Regions from separate parts of the Mus musculus genome. Here region 1 is linked to region 2. Evidence: chromatin contacts called from public Hi-C data. All regions are on one chromosome and are shown on one strand. The core of a region is the stretch at or near the end of the contact, and the rest is flanking DNA. Distances in the headings are between cores, read along the strand shown. Region 1 holds the start of Cited4 (Cbp/p300-interacting transactivator, with Glu/Asp-rich carboxy-terminal domain, 4). Region 2 has its middle 30 kb from the start of Gm29891.

Region 1 (6,436 bases), core at 3,092-5,591, 36 kb before region 2:
GGAAGTAGCAGCCTTTCCCCGAAGTCCCTTTGGGCATGTGGCTCATCTGTAGAGGGATGCCCTACCCAGCCAGGGCCATGCCAACTCTAGAGCAGCCTGCAATTCCATGACTGATGGGACAGAAGCAGGGAGGAGTGTACTGGTCTAACCTGGATCAACTCTAGCTTCAGAGTTCTGCACAGGGCTGGCTGACTCTTGCTGGGTTGGCTACGTGACTTAGGTTCCTTTGGGCTTCCTCCTATCCTCTGTGAATGTAGACTCTGAAGACAACAATCTCCTGTGAATAGAATATCTTCTTGGAGCCTGCTTCCTGGGGAACCCAGCTTACAGCTGTCTCACTGTCATACTGACCCTGCTGGGTAGCTAGAGCAGCCTCCTTAAACACTGCATTGACTTCAACTTTTCACGTGTGTGTTTGCATGTATCTGCACCATGTGAGGCCAGAAGAGGGTGCTGGAGCCTCTGGAGCTGGAGTTAGGTAATTGTGAGCCTCCTGATGTGGGTGCTGGGAACTCTGGTCTTCAGAAAGAGAAGCAAGCACTCTTAGCCATTGAGCGGTCTTTCTGGTCCTTTTCTTGTTTTGTTTTGTTTTGTTTTGTTTTGTTTTGTTTTGTTTTGTTTTTGAGATAGGCTCTCTCATATATTCTACACTGGCCTTAACCTCAGTATGTAGCCAAGGTTGTCCTTGAACTCCTGATCTCCTTGCTTCTACCCCCCCCCCCCATCAAGTGCTGGGACTTTGAAGCTTGCCTTAACCTCCATAGCAGAGAAGTTCTATTAGTAGAAAGACACAAGGTTTGAGTGATAAAAGATAAATAAAAATAAAGAATGTTGTCCTAGGGATGATGATGATGATAAGGCATGCTTTGTCTGTGCCCCAACTGAGTTCCCAGTCTCTAGGGAGACTGAATTTAAAGATCTCAGCAGACACTGCCCAGGCAGGAGACTGAGGTCCTCAGGACAGAAGGGCAGCAGGCTGCTTTAAGAGGCCGGCTCTCAGGACGAGGTGAAAGACACCACAGGAAGTCACGTGCTAAGAACCATCGGTCAGGGGACTTTGTCTGAGGTCAGGCAGCTCCTGAGAATGTTCTAGAACTGGTTATGTGGTAAAGAGACTCTGAGTTCATTTCTTTTTCACCTGCAGCTATCGGGCCAGGGCCTGGTGAGCTGTTCTAGTCTTATCTTCTCTGCCCATCTGTCTGCTGACCAGCTTGTCAGTGGTCCCTCTTGGGAGGGTGACAGGCATTTTGATTGTTTTGGTTTTGGTGCTGGGAATTAAAGCCAGGACCTTGTACATGCCAGCAGGATCTCTACCTTAAATCTGTATTTAGCACCCTCTCCCCCACTTTTTTCTCTTTTGAGACAGGAATCTTACTAAGGGGTCCAGGTTACTAATCTTATAGGTTAGTCTAGAACTCACTCTGCAGTGCAGGCTGACTTCGAACTCAGCTTCCTCAATGTCAGATTACAGGTGTGGGTCACCACGCATGGCTTGGTGCGGTGGTCTTGCATTCCCTCCTACTTGGTAGTTAAACTACCCACTTATTAATTCATCCTGAGCTGCTTCCTCACTTACAGAGAGGGTAATTGCCTTGTAAAGTAACAGAGCAAAAACTTTAGCCTCTTTTTATTGGTGGAGAAACCAAGGCCCGCAGAAAAGGCAGTCAAGGTAGTGTCTAGCCCAGGGCCAAACCTTTCCAATTGAATTCTGGTCCGGCGAGCCTGGGCAATGCTGGAGCAAACACAGAGCACTCTTAGCTCAAAGGTCTGTCCAGAGGACTCTTTCCATCTGTCCCAGAAGGCCCTGGGATCTAAGAGTAGAGCTTCATTCATCTACAGAACACTTCCTATCACCCACTCTCGCCCATGTTGCAGGTGTTAGAGCTGGTGCCCTCACAGTATACCCTGGGATAACTCACAGCTGCTGGGGTCACATGCAGGAGCACTGGTCACTAGAGCAAAGGCCAATGATGTGGAGACAAAGGGCTCAGTGCAATGACCTTGCTCTCTAGTCTCTGGAATTTACTGTCTCCTAGAGAATGCACCGCTGCCTGTCCCTGGCATTATGGAAGCCTGTCTGACTAGGTCTCTTTCTCCTGGCCTTCAGCCTGTCTTCCAGCCTTTCTCCCACACAGTAGGGGATCTTTCCAGAGTTGACAGCAGAGGGTGCACTAGAGATCTGGACTTGAAGGTCAAATCTTGCCAGGCTTGGGCTGGCGCCACACCCCTTGTCTGTGGAATGAGGACTGAGCTGGTCACATAAAGTTGCCATGAAACCATTAGATCTTCCCAGTCTGTTCCAGATGCTCCTTGTCCTTTCCCAGAGTCCACGAACTGGTATACGGCCCTCCCTTTAGTCAAGGCCTGTCCTGTTCCTCAAGACAGTTGTCATTCCATATTGTTGATCCCATCAAATGTACCTCCCTGAAGCTGAAATGACCTCCACCCCAACTAGCTGAACCTATTCCACCTGTTTTCTGGACAAGTCCCTTCCATGTTCCAAGAACAGTCTGTTTCCAGGTCTGTCCCTATGATTCCTTATGCACCAACGCTCAGAACAAACATCTCTATAGTTTCCGGAGGTGACTAAGAGTCTGACAGTGTGCTATAGTCATTACATGGATGAAGTATGAAGTATGTGTGAAGTATGTATGGTTCAGTCTCTATCAACACACACACACACACACACACACACACACACACCGCTATAAAAGTATCACAACCATATCCTTCCAAAGAAACCAAAAGGGCAGTGTCGTGGGCAAGTGAGATAGTCTCTGTTCAAAGCTAGGGCTGCCTGGATCTTCAGGGGACCCCCCCCCCCCAGTTCCTGGAGTCCTAGTGGCTAGGAAATCAAACGGATTAAGCTGTTAACTGGCCAGGCAGCAGCCTGGACCCCTCAGGTTATGTCATGACAATTGCACAACTCTCAAGACATTTTCAAAAGAAACTATCAGGTCTCTTGTCCTTTGGGCTGTTGAGGTTGCGAGCCTCAGTTTCACTTTGGGACTCTAACAGCCTCAGACTTTTTGCAAGTTACAGGTACTTGAGGGTGGGGATGAAAAGGAAATGGAAACTCAAAATTGTAAAGCAACCCAGTTTTATTTTGGTTTTAGAGGCCAGCGGGAGCATGGCTCCACTCTGCAGGGGTTAGGTGTAAAATCCTTCCCTCCCCCGGGCCAGGGGCCCAGGGAAGGTAGGGGGTACGGAGAGATGGCTCCCTAGACCCAATCCGGTTAGTAGGCTGCTCGAGAAGGAAGGTCAGGCAGAGGCCTGTAATGGCTCAGATTGGGGCAAGGCGGCGGAAAGAGGGCACAGAATCCAAGAACGTGGAATCCGAAGGCTGGTTCAGTTCCCTCCATTAGACCGCTGAGGCTTGGGTATGAGAAGCGAGACCCAACTGTCATCTGGCAGGAGGCAGAGCCTGGAGGCAAGGCAGGTGTTCTCGGCTGGAGCCGTCTCGGCACGAAAACCAGGCGCCTCCACCCTCACGGAGGGTGTGTGGGAGCCGGGCCACCGGGCGCAAGGTCCCGTGTCTCTGGGTGGTGGCTCTCAACAGCTCACCGAGCCGGCGGCCGGCGCTGACCCCAGGTCTGAGAAGCAATCGAACTCGCTCTGGCCGAGGAAGAGCTCCGGCAGCTCGCGTACGCGGTGCAACCCGAGCTCGAGTTCCAGCGACGTCAGCGCCTCTTCGTCGATGAGCTCGGTGTCCATGCAGCCCAGGGCGGGTGGCGGCGGCGGCGGCGGCAACGAGGCTGCGGCTCCGGGCGCCGGCTGCAGAGGTGAGGGCCCTCCAGCGGCTGCCGGGGGCGCCGGGATGCGGCCCGGGGACGGTGTGGCTGCAGACTGCAGGTGCGTGCTACCGGCGCCCGGCGACTGCGAGACGGGGAAGGGCTGGAAAGAGACCGGCGACCCGAAGGAGCCGTATGCCAGGGTCCCGGGTGGCGGCGGCGGTCCCAGCGGAGCCCCCCGCGGCCGCAGACCGCTGTCCATGCCCGGGCCTGCGTATGGCTGCAGAGTCCGGGGAGCGTGCGGGCCGTGGGTGTGCGGCGGCACCTGTAGCAGGCAGTAGCCCTCGGCGAGCATCAGGTGGTCGGCCATAGCAGCTGGCGGACAGTCAGGGCACGCCCCGGGTCTCGGCCAGCGGCTCCTCTTGGGCGGGAGACCCGGGCACTGTGCAGTCCCTGCAACTCAACCAGGCAGAGGAAGAATAAATCGGATTCGTTCACTGTCTCACCCGGGTCTCCCGGATCTCCTCTCTTCTGCGCTGCCCACAGCAGTAGTTGCAGGCCGCAAAAGAAACAGACAGCCCAAGGGTTCCCAGGCTTTCGCGCAGTGCCTTGAAGTCCGGAGATTTTTTATACCAAGAGGCGGGAACGCCACGCCCACTCTCTGTCATTGGCTGGATGAATCCCTTCTGGGCGGGTCGTGAACCTGTCCAAGAAGGTATTGGTCCCGCCCCCTACCAGAGCTCCGCCCTTTGGGCCTGCAAGGGCGTCCCAGGATGCAGGCACTTTGGTAGGGCTGGGTGGTTGACATTTTTCTGGGGCTTGGTCAGGCCTTCGAGGTACTGGTTAAGAGGGGGTATGGGAGTAGCTTGAATTTGCCAGATGAGGTGAGAGGGCCAGTTCCTGTAGTTTCAGGATCTTGGCGTCACTCAATTTACTATTTTTTCGGACTGAGCCTCAGAGGCAGGAGAGATTTCCTGGAAACACACAGTAAATAAAGCCTTTAAGATTCAAACCCGGAACTTTGTATTGCACTTCAGCGAAGTGCAATGTCCTTTGAAGAGGTCAGCTCTCTGTTCCTACAATCCCCAGGGAGCCAATTGCTCCTTCTCTCTGGTTCACACTGTGCTGTCTGTTGAAGCTTGTCCTGAGTTGTTATTAAAGTAATTTATGGGCATGTCTCCTGAAGGACTTGTTCATCTTCTTACCCTCAGCATTTGGCCCGCAGCCTGGTTCAGAGCTGGCTTTCTGTAAAAGTGGAATGAATGAGCAAATGATGGCGTGAATTGCAGCTCATTCACCAAACTGCGGCTTTCTCCTCCGTAGGATGCTGGCCAGAGTAGCAGAGACCACAAGCGCCTATGGTGAAAGTTAGCTGAGGCTCTGTGTGTGTGTGTGTGTGTGTGTGTGTGTGTGTGTGTGTGTGTATAGAGCCCTCCATAGTGCCTGGCACATACATATGTATTAAATGTTCTTTAATCTAGTGAAAGGTTGGCTATAAGGCTGGCTCTAATGATCACCCAATGGGGGATTTCCAAAGCTTCTTTGAATCACAATAATCCTAACTTGGAGCTTTAGAGTGCTCTACATTCTACAAGTGCCTTTCTGGGGTAGGGTATGAATTTTTAGCCCTATTTTGCAGATAAGAAGACTAAGGCACCAAAGGAAAATGAGGCTGTGCAGAGGCTGTATGCAAATAGTCATTCCTATATGCAACAAGCTCTTTGAGCCACAGGCATGCCGGGGACGGTTTCCTGGAGCCTGACTTACACATGTTGGCTTTCCCCTCCTCAGGCTCCCCTCCCCCCTGCAGCAGCCTCTGGCCTTCCTGGAACTTTGGTTTATCTAGCTGGTGTAGAGGGGAGAAGTTTAGCAGCCGAGTTCAGAGGCCCAAGTTCTAATCATAGCTCTGCCACCTGCAGGGGCGTTGGGTGGGGGCTGGGGGGGCATCACTTGATTCCATAGGGCCTCTGCTTTCTGCTGTGAAAGGAAGTTGGTGGTCCTAGTCTAGTATAATGAAAGCCTTGGGCTATCTCTTTTTCTCCAGATAGGGCTCCACACAGAAATTCTTAAACCTGACTGTTAGGGGGAACCCTAACCTTCTGACTCAGAAGGTTAACACTGAGATGTTTGTTTGTTTGTTTGTTTGTTTGTTTTAGGCAGAGCCTTGCTGTGTAACCCAGGCTGGTCTTGAAGCTGATATTATTGTCGTTCAGCCTTCCTAGTGCTTAGACTGTGGGTGGTTTGGAATCATAAGACTATGTTTTTAAAAAAAATCACCCTGACATAGCTGGTCTAAGGACACCATCGTTTGGCAGTGGTTACATCACAAGACAGTTTTGCTTTTAGAAAAAAGTGTGTGTGTGTGTGTGTGTGTGTGTGTGTGTGTGAATAATGCTTTAAAAAGTTATCTAATCTGGGGCTGGAGAAATGGCTCACCACTTAAGAGAGCTTGCTGTTCCTCCAGATGGCCTGAGTTTGGTTCCCACTGTTCATACTGGGCAGCTCACAACCACCTTTAATGCCAGCTTCAGATGATCCAATAGCTTCTTTTTACTTTTGTGGGTACCCACATACACATCTCACACAAACATACACAAATCAAAATTTAAAATAAGATTTTTGAAGTTCTTTAGCGCGTTTGGTGCATTAACTGACAACTAACAATTCACTGGGAGACGGTGGAGGAGCCTACTTCCATCAAGGGC
Region 2 (5,798 bases), core at 312-2,811:
GGCTCAGAGATATGAACTCTTCACTCCCTAACTCAGCCTCGCTGCCATTTGGTCTCTGTGGCTCCTCCTTCTGAGCCAGCACCTCTTTGAGGTGCTATCTTTTCCGGGCCAGGCCGCTTTACCCTGGGGTCCTCTTTCTGCTTTCCCTGAGTATTCTGAACCTGTGGAAGAGGAGAGAGGCAGCCTCAAAGCTGGAGCCTCATACTCAACCTCTTTCTCCACAGCTCCCAAAAACTCCGTGTTTGTCAGGAACTGCCTCTTTCTTGGCATCAGCCAAACTCTGACTCCATGGGTCACCAAATTTCATTTCTTGTTATTTAATGACAAAAGCAAAACACCTGATGCAAACTTTTCTCTCTAATTCTTAATTCTTGTATTTTTAATGACTCTTCAAAAATAGCTCTGTCATCTCTTAAGAGTCTAATTTAAGCATCATGAATATTTAAAAGATAAGCATACAGCTGGGCATGGTGGTGAACAACTTGAATCCTAGTACTTGGGAGGCTGAGGTAGGCAAATCTCTGTGAGTTCAAGCCAGCCTGATCTACATAGTGAATTCCAGGACAGCCAGAACTACATAGAGAGACCCTGTCTCAATCAATCAATCAATCAATCAATCAATCAATCAATCAATAAAACAAAGTTTAACAAGGAGGCAGGAGATATGGTTTTGTGGGTATAGTACTTGGACCTAAGTTCTGATCCTCAACACCCATGTAAAAGACCTTGCATGTAACCAATCTCAGGGGTAGGGATGGAGATGGGGTGCTCACACTTGTGTAGTCTAAGCAAAAGTGGGGAGCTTTAGGTTCAGTGAGAGACACTGTATCAGAGAATAAGGAAGAGTAATAGGACTCCAGATGCCAACCTCTGGCCTCCGCACATGTACTCACAGATGCGCGCGCACACACACACACACACACACACACACACACACACACACACACACACACAATTTAACAAAAAGTAAAGAAAAAAATAAAAGGAGAATTGAACTGAGTGCTGAGGTGCTTCCCTGAGCCTAATGAAGGGCCATTAAGAAAACCACTTTGGTCAAACCTGTCATGGTGGCTCACGCAGATAAACCCAACAAGCAGGAGGTATAGACAGGACCAGGAGGCCGAGGCATGAGTTCAAGGTCAGCCTTGGCTGCTGGAGACTATGTCTCAATTTCCTTGCTTCCTTGGTTTTATTTTTAAACTTTATTTATGTGTATGTCAGTCTATATATGTGAGCATATGAGTATGTGTGGGCATGTGTGAGCATGTGTGAGCATGTGTGAGCATGTGAGCATGTGTGAGCATGTGAGCATGTGAGCATGCATGAGCCTATGTGCTGAGGCCAGCAGCCAAAAGAGAGTATTGGATTCCCTGCTAGAGCTGGAGATACCGGTGGCTGTGAACCTTGAGTCAGAGGTGTTGGGAACAGGTCTTATGGAAGAACAGCAAATACCACACTGAACTATCTCTCTGCCCCCCCCTCCCTCCCTCCCTCCCACCCTTCCCCCTTCCTCCCTCCTTTCCTTCCTTCTTATCAAATGGAAAAAAAAAACAGTAAAAGCAAGGAGTAGGGAGGCATGGAGCCCTGTGATAGGGCACGAAATTATAGTTAGATAAGAGAGACAAGTGCTGATGTTCTGCTTCCGTTGGGTTATTGTAGATAATAACGCGCTTCTATTTCAAAAGCCAAGACGACATGTGATATACGAGGCCCTGGGCTTTGTCCCCGTGATGGAGAAAAAGCTAGATGAAAAAGGTTTTAAATGTTCTCACCTCAAAGAAATGATAAACACATACCACTAACTGGTGAGATTTTCATGGCCATGAGTTCAAAGTTACACTGGTCTGCAGATTGACACCTTTCTTCCACGACAAAGGAAGTACCAGGATTGTGCAGAAACAAGACTGAGAAATTATCATAGACAGGAAGACTAAAGAGGCCTGATAGATGAATACAATGTGTGTGTAGCTTAGGAGACATTTTGGAACAGACATACAGACACGCAGACACACAAACACACAGAGTGCAGTAAAGAAACTAATAAAATTCAGATGAAGTCTGTAATTTAGTTAGTAGTATGTTAAGATTTTATTTATTTTTATGTGTATGTGTGCATGCCTGTATGTATGTATGTACATAACGTACATCCCTGGTGCCTTGGCGACCAGAAAGGAGCATCGTATCCCCTCGAACTGGAGTTATAGGTGGTTGTAAGTTTTCATCCATTGCATCCTGCGAACCAAACCTGGATCCTCTGCAAGAGCAATTGCTCTTTTGCTAGTGGCTAGTGTGCATGTGACATTAAGGAGCAAGACAACAAAAATCTAAAATCAGGGCCTGAGTACGGAGCACAGGACAAGAGCACTCTCTCTACCTGGGTAGATCCACAGCACCGAAACGTTAAAAGGAGAAGAGGAAACCTTCACACAGTCTCCTGCTATGCCCATGAATGGGGTGCTTTGTACATGCCACATTTGGGGGACCAGTTCTAGCCTTTACTATTTTTTATTACATTTATTAGGTGTGTGTACTTATTTATATGGGCATGTATTTCAGCGTGTGTCTGTATTTGTGTGTCTCTGTGTGTCTGTGTCTGTGTGTCTGTGTGTCCGTGTCTGGGGGGGGGGGGTCAGAGAACAACTTGAAGGACTCAGGTCTCTTCTTCCACCATGTGAGTCACAGGAATCAAACTCAGGCTTTCAAGCTTGGTAATCCTTTGCCCACTGAGCCATCTTGCTGCCTACCCTTTACCTCTGCCCTCTTTACACTGTTGGGAAACTCTGAGGGTTGTGTGAACTGGTACTGAATACAAGTTCTGGAGCAGCTTAGTTCTAGGCAAATCATGTAAGTTCAACTAAACTTTTCATTTATGTTTATGAGCGTGGGTATTTTGTCTGGAAGTATGTCTCTGTGACACACACATGCCTGGAGGTGCTGAGAACCAAACCTGGGTCCTCTTCCTCTGGAAGAGCAGCAGGTGCTCATAAGTGCTGAGCCGTCTCTCCAGGTCCCCACATTGGTATTTTAAAACTATTATTTGGCAATATGTTTATATTTAAAGAAGAGCTAGAGGGCTGGGGATAGGACTCAGCTGACAGAATGCAGACCTAGCAAGCATAAAGCCCTGGGTTTAACTCCTGGTACTTCATAAAGCAGGAGTTGTGACACATGCCTGAAATTCTAGCTCTCAGGCAGTGGAGGCAGGAGGATCGAGCTTTCAGGAACATCCTCAGGTATATAGATGGAGTCCAGCCTGTGGCTCATGAAACAATAACAATCAAGTTATAAGGATAGAACAGGGAGCTCCTTGGTCTGTCTTCCCTGAATGTCACATGACATGCACACTAACCATGAGCGGAAGAGCAATTGTTCTTACAGAGGATCCAGGTTAGGATCCTAGGACACAATGGATGATAACTTAACCACCTGTAACTCCAGTTCCAGGGGATATGATGCTCTCTTCTGGCCTCCAAGGGCACCATCCAAGGATGTACATGATATACATATATAGGTACAGGCATGCACACAAACACTTAAAAATAAAAATAAGTAAAATTTAACACACAACAAACTAAGCTACAGCCTTCATCTGGATTTTGGTAGTTTCTTACTGCACTGTGTGTGTGTGTGTGTGTGTGTGTGTGTGAGAGAGAGAGAGAGAGAGAGAGAGAGAGAGAGAGACAGAGAGACAGAGAGACAGAGAGACAGAGACGGAGACAGAGAGACAGAGAGACAGACAGAAAGACAGACAGAGAATCTGTTTGTGAATCTGTGTGCCTGTTACAGGATTCCTCCTAGGTTACATATACGTTGTATACACCTATCAGACCTCCTTAGTCTTCCTGTGATAATTTCTCAGTCTTGTTTTTGCAGGATCCTGGCACGGTCTCACTTTGCAGACCAGGATAACTTTGAACTCATGGCCATCTCTCTGGTTTAGCTTCCCATGTGCTGGGATTACAGGTTATGACCCACCAGGCCCAGCAACCTTGGTCCTTATGAAGAACACGGTTTAGGTATTTTTGTAGAATGTCCCTTGGGGCCCAATCTGAAGTTTCTCAGGATCAGACTGCGGTTACTGGTTTGTAAGAGGAAGGTCACAGGGATGACGCGTCCCTCTCCTTGACTCATGTTGTTGATATGTGATAGCAACATCCCTTGTGGTCGTGATATTAACCTTAGTCACATGGTTCCAAGGTCATATCTGCTGCCAGATTTCTTTATTGTAAAGTTACTCTGCTTTCTTTACTTGAAAATTGAGTCTGAGTCCAATCCTCGGTCAAGGGTAAGAGAATGGGTTCTGCTTCCCAGGAGAGGGGTATCAAAGTGGGGACAGCCATTAATGGCACTGTGGTAATTAAGGACTCCAAGGAGACACTTTGAGGCTGTTCTAATATGCTGTTTCTCTGTAACTCTTCATTCTCTTTTTGAGTATTGGTCAGTGGATCTTGCCTACAGCGATTCTTCAAGAACTAGAGAAGAACACTTTTCAACATTAAACAACACATTATCCATTGTTTGAGAAAGCATGCAATGTCAATAAGCTATTGTGAAACCAGCCTTTGTATTGTATTAACCACAATCAAATCTACATGCTCTAGATGAACTTAAAATGTATTCAGGGCTCATTCAGAGCTAGGACCCACCGCTGTGGCCATATTGAGTCTGAAGGAGTGAAATCTTTGGAAAATGGTTTTCACTCCTGCCCTGCTTGGAAGCTCATGTCACCCTCGGGTTTGCAATCTCCTTCCCATCACCTCACAGCCAAAGTGAAACAGAGGAAAAAGAAAGAAAGAGAGAGAGAGAGAGAGAGAGAAAGGAAGGAAGGAAGATAGAGAGAGAGAAAGAGAGAAAGCTTGTTTAGACCTTTCATTTGTAACTACAATATCCTCTAGCTGTGACAAGGTCGCCAGCAGGACAAGCGAATTTATGTTCTTTCCTAGAAGGGGCATTTTAAGGAAAAATAAAGTGGCTTGAAAAATCAATTATTGTGTATGTGTATGTGAATGAGTGAGTGTGTGTGAGTTTGTGAGTGAGTGTGTGTGTGTGTGTGTGTGTGTGTGTGTGTGTGTAAATGTGTGTGTATGTGCGCCATGGCATACTTGTGAAAGCGGGAAGACATTGCAAGAATTGATTCTTTCCTACCAGGTAGGTTCTGGGAAGTGAACTCAGGTCTTCAGGCTTGGTTACAGGTGCCTTTAGCCACTGTGTTCTTCATCACAAAAATCTAATTTTAGATCAGCAGGAGAAAGAGAATATTGTCTAGTTATTAAATGTACTGGCTGGTTTTGTGTCAACTTGACACAGGCTGGAGTTATCACAGAGAAAGGAGCTTCAGTTGAGGAAATGCCTCCATGAGATCTTGCTGTGGGGCATTTCCTCAATTAGTGATCAAGCGGGGAGGCCCCTAGTGGGTGGGACCATCTCTGGGCTGGTAGTCTTGGTTCTATAAGAGAGCAGGCTGAGCAAGCCAGTAATGAACATCCCTCCATGGCCTCTGCATCAGCTCCTGTTTCCTGACCTGCTTGAGTTCCAGTCCTGACTTCCTTTGGTGATGAACAGCAATGTGAAAATGTAAGCTGAATAAATCCTTTCCATCCCAACTTGCTTCTTGATCATGATGTTTGTGCAGGAATGGAAACCCTGACTAAGACATTAAAGAAATGAGATCATAGGCTTTGGGACAATTGTGCTTCTCTCCCTTTGGATAGGCACTGAAGAACAGCCTTCCTCACTCCCCCAGCTTGGGGGAAGGGTGTTGTGTATTCTGATAGCAACCCTGTACTAGGATGATGGTA

Evidence for each region. A called contact is a pair of places that touch in the nucleus more often than the background predicts.
Region 1: a contact with region 2 is called in a Hi-C map of the G1E-ER4 cell line, with 2.7 times the contacts expected there. The contact joins the promoter of Cited4 here to the enhancer-like site in region 2. A contact is called at or near these places in 2 of 39 promoter capture datasets (embryonic stem cells and macrophages), 2 of 15 datasets of contacts at CTCF or cohesin (the G1E-ER4 cell line and the NIH/3T3 cell line), 6 of 484 Hi-C or Micro-C datasets (the G1E-ER4 cell line, erythroid progenitors, fetal liver and 1 more), 5 of 115 datasets of contacts at active chromatin or transcription factors (CD8 T cells, bone marrow-derived macrophages, embryonic stem cells and 1 more) and 3 of 9 other capture datasets (adipose tissue, liver and pancreatic islet).

Annotation. Positions count from the first base shown.
Region 1 is chr4:120,664,468-120,670,903 of GRCm38.p6, reverse strand. Cited4 (Cbp/p300-interacting transactivator, with Glu/Asp-rich carboxy-terminal domain, 4) reads right to left here and starts at 4,341. Exons shown (of 1, transcript NM_019563.2): 1 at 3,084-4,341. The coding sequence starts at 4,101. The coding sequence ends at 3,553.
Region 2 is chr4:120,626,269-120,632,066 of GRCm38.p6, reverse strand. No RefSeq gene overlaps it. Among named protein-coding and RNA genes, the nearest start is that of Gm29891, 30 kb to the left of the region's middle. Within about 2 kb of position 1,561, at least 11 of the 459 cell types and tissues checked have an H3K27ac peak or open chromatin away from gene starts, as enhancers often do. A contact at or near this core is called in the G1E-ER4 cell line and erythroid progenitors, where this site is marked.